Regions from separate parts of the Ovis aries genome. Here region 2 is linked to region 1. The links are chromatin contacts, called in public Hi-C maps. All regions are on one chromosome and are shown on one strand. The core of a region is the stretch at or near the end of the contact, and the rest is flanking DNA. Distances in the headings are between cores, read along the strand shown. Region 1 holds the start of MAML2 (mastermind like transcriptional coactivator 2). Region 2 overlaps MAML2 (mastermind like transcriptional coactivator 2).

Evidence for each region. Hi-C and Micro-C count contacts between places; a contact is called where the count stands out from the background.
Region 2: a Hi-C map of tail adipose tissue shows a contact between it and region 1, with 3 times the contacts expected there. The contact joins the enhancer-like site here to the promoter of MAML2 in region 1. A contact is called at or near these places in 2 of 16 Hi-C or Micro-C datasets (skin fibroblasts and tail adipose tissue).

What each region holds. Positions count from the first base shown.
Region 1 is chr15:13,511,193-13,514,004 of ARS-UI_Ramb_v3.0, forward strand. MAML2 (mastermind like transcriptional coactivator 2) reads left to right here and starts at 1,394. Exons shown (of 5, transcript XM_015100757.4): 1 at 1,394-2,812. The coding sequence starts at 2,680.
Region 2 is chr15:13,664,969-13,668,126 of ARS-UI_Ramb_v3.0, forward strand. The region is part of intron 1 of MAML2 (mastermind like transcriptional coactivator 2); the gene reads left to right. Among named protein-coding and RNA genes, the nearest start is that of MAML2, 150 kb to the left of the region's middle. Within about 2 kb of position 1,888, at least 11 of the 54 cell types and tissues checked have an H3K27ac peak or open chromatin away from gene starts, as enhancers often do. A contact at or near this core is called in tail adipose tissue, where this site is marked.

The DNA.
Region 1 (2,812 bases), core at 144-2,643:
TCTTTCAGATTTGCATACCTAAAGATATTTCTGCTTTTCTCCATGAGTGATGAGGAACTTAGCCTTGGAAGGGACAGACAGCAGTATGTTCCAATGAAAAGTAAAAAAAAAGTTACATTCCATCAGAAGGCACTTGTCCCAAATCCCAAAATAACATTCTAGAATTTGTGAAAATGAACTAATGTAGACCAGCCTATCGAGAACTAAACTAGATAAATGTTTGCACTGATCTTACTCATTTCTATCCACAGCTCAGTTTGAAGCAGGAGCTTGTAACTGAAATGCGAGAGGTGGTTTAGATTAACAAAGCCCCACTGCTTGACACCTCAAATCCAAATGACTTCCAAATGAGCATAACAGACTATATGGTCCTGACTAGAACAATATTGTGCTCACTTTAGTTTATCCTCCATAAATGGTAATCAGCAGAATCCAACATGCATTTTGAGAGCTTAAAGGTAGGATTATCTGAAGATGAGACAACAATGTGTGTCAGAGATGTGTTTGTTTTGTGTTAGTGAACTTGAAACTGGACTGCTGCATAATGATTTTCCTCCTTATGTATGTAAACAGACTACCGTGAAGGCCCCAGATCTTGCATTAGGTTTGTCATAGGGAATCTTGTATTTTCAGAAAAATATTTTTTGTTCTTTTTTTTTCCTTTTTGAGAACTGATATTTGTAATTTCATCGTGATAGAATATTTTAGTTATTCTTACTGATTTTGCTTATGATCACCGAGATTGACTTAGCCAGAGACAGACAAAACAGGCTAGCAGGTAGACACTCGCCTGCCCTTTAGGAGCTAATGATGTAATTTCTTCTCTTCACCCACTCCTCCGTTTCCCCCAGTACGCACACACCCTACGCCTCCTTTTCTGACACCCAGGAACATTTCCTCCGTGTTCACCCAGCTCTCGCTAGAGTGCCCAGGGGTGTCATTGACAACATACTGAAAAATGAAAGTGATATCCTCGAGGGGTGGAGGCGGGGAGCGTAACCTGAGGTCTGGCAGGGAAAATACATCCACTGGCCGGGAATTTCTGCACCATTTCGGGCTGGTGAAGTAGTCGGGTAGAGGTTGGGGAATTTCCCCAACGTACCGCCGTCCTGCCCGAGCCGAGCCGGAGTGCGAGCTGCGCGCGCCGACGCCGAGATGCGCAGGCTTCGGGATCCTCCACTTCTTGCCGCTGGGAGGCCCTCTGCGTTCCCCTTTCCCCGCACCGGCCGCCTCGCTCGCCCGTGCAGTGGCACCCGCCTTCCACCAGGGAGCCTCGGGCGAGAGCTCCCCCGCCCTCCGTCCCCCACCCCCCTGCAGCTCGCTGGCTCTCTTTCTCCCTCTGTCTCACTCTCTCTCTTTCTCTCCCTCTCCTATCGGAGCACAATGAAAGCCTGTGTATCGCCGTGACTCCGGGCGGCGGAGCCAGTGTCAGCCCAGCGGCGAACAACAGACGGGAAAAAGAGAAAGGAAAAGACCGGCTACTTTCTTTTCCATCTCTAAAAGCGGAGCAATCCAAGAGATAGAACCACATTGCTTATTGCGAGTCCAGACCCTCAGATCCACTGGCCGGGGATGGAATGTACAAAAGTGGACAGAAAAGTGGCTGGACATGACTCGGTGCAATTTACTGGAAGTTTGTAAGTTTGACCATCGTTTGTAAATTACTCTCGGAAGAGTTTGTCTCTCTTGATACTGTATTAGAATCGAGCCGGGGGTGAGGACTAGAAACGTAAGCGGGAAAGAAGAAGAAGAAAAAAAAAAATGTGTTGAAGGATCTCTCTCTCAGTGGCTAGTGACTTCAGACTGCTTTCATTTAAGGCTGGGAAACCTTAGAGGGAATGAGGATTTTACCGGTGATTGGATTAGCTGAAGAAAAAAGCATGGTCCAGAAGTCCAATTACTGACATTAACAATTGAAAAGCTGTCTCCCTCTTTGGGGAGAAGACCACATCCTACAGCACCCCCAAAGAGGAGGAAACACCGGAGCAAAGGGAAAGGGAGGAAAAATTAAAAGCCAAAAGACAATCTCTGTTTGATTTTTGTACGTTTTGAACATTGACTTCAGAAAGCTTCTGAAACAGCACTTTAAAAAAAAAAAATTGCGGAAAAGTAAAGGCCGTGGGTTACAGAGACCATGGTAGATGTGGGTTCCTCTGCAGAAACATCCCCATAAAAGAATCTTCGGAAACGACTAGGTGACGGGGGAGTCCAGCTCTCTGTTAATACCTCTCACAATTCCCTTTGCTGTCTGTTCCTGTCTCTTGCTTGACAATCCCTGAGTTCCTGCTCTAACCCCCAGATCGTGTGTTTACAAAGTACCTCTTGTCAGCTTGGTGTTGGGGGGGGGCGGGTTGGGGGGAATCCCCACTAACTCTCTCCAACTTCTCCAGAGCTGTCAAATACAATTAGAGCAAGTTGATCAGGGTTTGTTTCCAACTTATCCTCTGCCATTGGTTTCTCTTCTTTCTCCTCACCCTCTTTTTACTCACTCCCCTCCCCCATACCTTCTCCACTACGCGCCCCCCCCCCCGCCCCACCGCCCCCAGCCTCTGAAGACTTCTATTCATGTGGTCCTGAGCTCTGAGCGCAGATTGTCAAAAGCAGATTTGCCTGTGCTAACCGGCTATAGCTTCCCACCACCTCACCATCCCACGGGCAGCAATCATTGTGTCCAGTAAGATGGGGGACACAGCGCCCCCGCAGGCCCCCACGGGAGGGCTAGGGGGGGCCCCCGGGGCGGGGCTCCTTGGAGGGGGCTCGGTCACCCCGAGAGTGCACAGTGCCATCGTGGAGCGCCTTCGAGCTCGCATCG
Region 2 (3,158 bases), core at 638-3,137, 150 kb after region 1:
CAAAACCAGGGACAGGGAATATCAGCGAGTCCACGCTAGAGCTTCTCCATTTGGTAGCTGGGGCATATAGTGCTCAACCATGTATTCTGCTGACCAGGGCAAGTCCCAATCACCTAGAACACTAAGCCAGCAAATGCGCGTCTACAAAGAGACTGATTGTTGGCAGTGTCGTTAATGAGAGTCATATTTACATTTTTACTGTTATTACTGAGTCCAAGCTTGTGCTGCTCTCTGCATGACAGGCCAGTAAATCCAGAGATGAGTTGTTGGGGCAAGGAATAGTGACTTTATTTGGAAAGCCATAGACTGAGAAGGTGGTGGACTAGTGTCCCAGAGAACCATCTTTCCCCCAAGTTAGAATTCAAGCTTTTATACTAAAAGGGGTGGTTGGTTGTTGCAAACTTCTTGGTGTGGGAATCGTTTATTCTTGCAGCTGTCCAGGTAGATCAGGTCATGATGTTCCTGTAAACCTCCAACAAGACAACCATAGTCTCTGTTCTGAAACTATTTATCTCTAGATGAATGGAAAAGTATTACACTTTTAAAGATCAGAGCCTTGAGAATGGGCTATTTCAGACTATAAGCAACATTCTTAACCTGTAGCAAAAGCAACAGAATGCAAAGGTTAATGGAAAAGAAAGAAATCTAATATGGAGTCAGATTTGTTCTTTCCTTTACAAGATGACATTGTGACTGACGGTTCATGTTTTAACTACTATCTTCTAGTCAGTGATAACAATATAACAGAATGCCTCAGATATGTAGAAAGTACTTTAATTTCTTCATTTATCCAAGTTGATTCCTGACCACCCTTCCCCTACTCATCCCTCAAGAAATAATTTCAGCGTCTTTATGCTAATAAGTGATACTCTTCTGTATGGAATAGAAGCTGAACCTTGACTAATGAGATGGTCTTCATTTTGGCATTAGACCAAACTGATGAAACATACATGGATGTTTGCATTCATTATTGTATTCATCTTTTATAGAAAATGTGAAGACTTCTGGTTTGGTTTGGCTTTCTGCCAATTAATGTTGCCACGGTTTTCCAGTGATGCATATTCACATGAGTCAACAGAAACCTTTTTGACTAAGCAGAGCTGGATTTAGCAATCCTGAGTGCAGCAGGGCTTTGGACGTGGGGGAAACTAGAGTAACAGGGGGCCAGTGAGACCTCAGACAGAAGCACTGACAAATTTCCAAAACAATGGAGTCACAACAGCCCCACAGCACCTCACGTCTCCCCAGCACAAGTTCTACATGATGGAAAAAGAAGTGCTCAGTTTATCATCTCTTGTTCATTAGACTCACAGCCCCAGAAACCTGGATCTTAGAGAGGGTACAACTGCTTTGAGGAATGAGGCCCCAGTGTAATACCTCACCTCTCTTTTTGTCCATCCTTGAAGCCAAGTCTTCCTTTGAAGATTCCTAGTGATTTTTAACATATCATTCCAGTGAAGAAGCATGCCACTTAACGGCAGATCAAAAGGAAAAGGCTAAAAGCCATTTCGTAACATGATGTGGTAGGGAGGGGAGCAAATTCTTAGGCTTCAGTAATAAAGATAAATTATCTCAAGTAAGGAATGTGTATCAGTCAGCTTTAGCTTCAGTTATGAGTGACAGAAAACACAAAAATCACAGAAAGTTAAACAGCATAAATGTTTGTTTCTCTCTCTTATGAAAGAAGTCCCAAAGGTTGGCCCAGGAGAGGGAGGCACTTTCCAGTGTTAGGGATCCACGCACCCCCTCAATGCTATCCCAGCCTCAGCAACATGTGGCTTCCATGTGGGGGACCAGAACGCTGTGCCAGGCTCAGTCAGGAAGGAGGCGGTGGCCACAGCGGCAGCAGGGACTGCCCCTCTCTTAAAGGACTCCTTCCAGAAGTCTCTCACAACACTTCCACGTAAGCCTTAGTCACCTGGTCACCCCTAGCTGCGGGTGTCGTGGGGACATGTCACCTTTACTTGGAATAGTGGTGCGGGCAGCTGAAAACCAGGGATGGTGTGACTAATGGAGAAGGAACCTTGCCAGCGCTCGGCCCACTTCCAGAGAACTGGTGGTCTCTCCACGGGAGGTGAAAAGCCTTCTCTACCCTTGTCTTAGTCACAGAACACCTTGGGTATGCTTTTCAGTCCCAGGACCCACACAGCAAAAGAGATATATGTGAACAAGTCAATTTAGAGGTAAACTGCCAGGCTGTGTGAGGCCTGGACCCTCCATCTACCTTAGGGTTGGTTAAACAGTGTCACCTGTGGAAGAGCTGAAAGAACTGGTGATGTTTCACGTGGAATTTACTCCTTTCTCAGGAACACGGAGACCATGGGGAAGACATAACAGCTGGATTAGAATGTGCCCGATCAGTGAGTCTGACCAGAGGCACCATGTGAAGGAGCATTTCCAGGTCCTCAGGGGAGTTCTGAGTTTGACTCAGCTCTGCCCAGAGAAAGCAGACTTGCTGCGGTCCGAGGGACTGAAGCAGTGACTGCGGAGTCCGTTGACATCTTTCTAACATGTTATCCTGGCTGTAGTCTTCCTGTCCCTCCAGTCCGTTCTCCACGTTGGCCAGCTTCTGAATGTCAAATTGATCAGATAACTTCCCAGATCACTGCCCCTCGCTCAGGGGCTTCTCATTGCTTTCTGCCACCCAGTTCCTCCTGACCTGGTCTTAGCTTCCTCAGTCTGAGTCTCCAGACAGAATTTCCACTTCCTCCAGTGTGTCAAACTTCTCTCCCTTCTGGAGCTTTGCCCACGTCATTCCCTCTTCCAGAACGCTCTCCTCCACTCTCACTCTCACACTTCACCTGGCTACTCCTACACCTCCTGAATCATCGCTTCCTCTCTGAAGTCTCCACTCCCACTCCCTCAGAAGGGGATTTTCCCATAACTTCTGACACCTCAGTTAGCACAGCACTTTCTAAGATTACTACGATTGCTTATTTAATGATCTGTCTTTCCAGCTAGACTGGAAGCTATCTGTAAGTAGGGTCTGGTCTCCTGATCATCCTAGGGTCCTGAAAATAATATGGAAACATTATAGAAGAGACTCAAGCATCAGCTGAAGGGACATAAAGGTTAAGGATGAGGAAGAAGCAATAGAGGCAGGAGTTAGGAGGAAGGGACCACACATTAAAGAGTGTCTTTTGCTCCAGCCTCCCCCT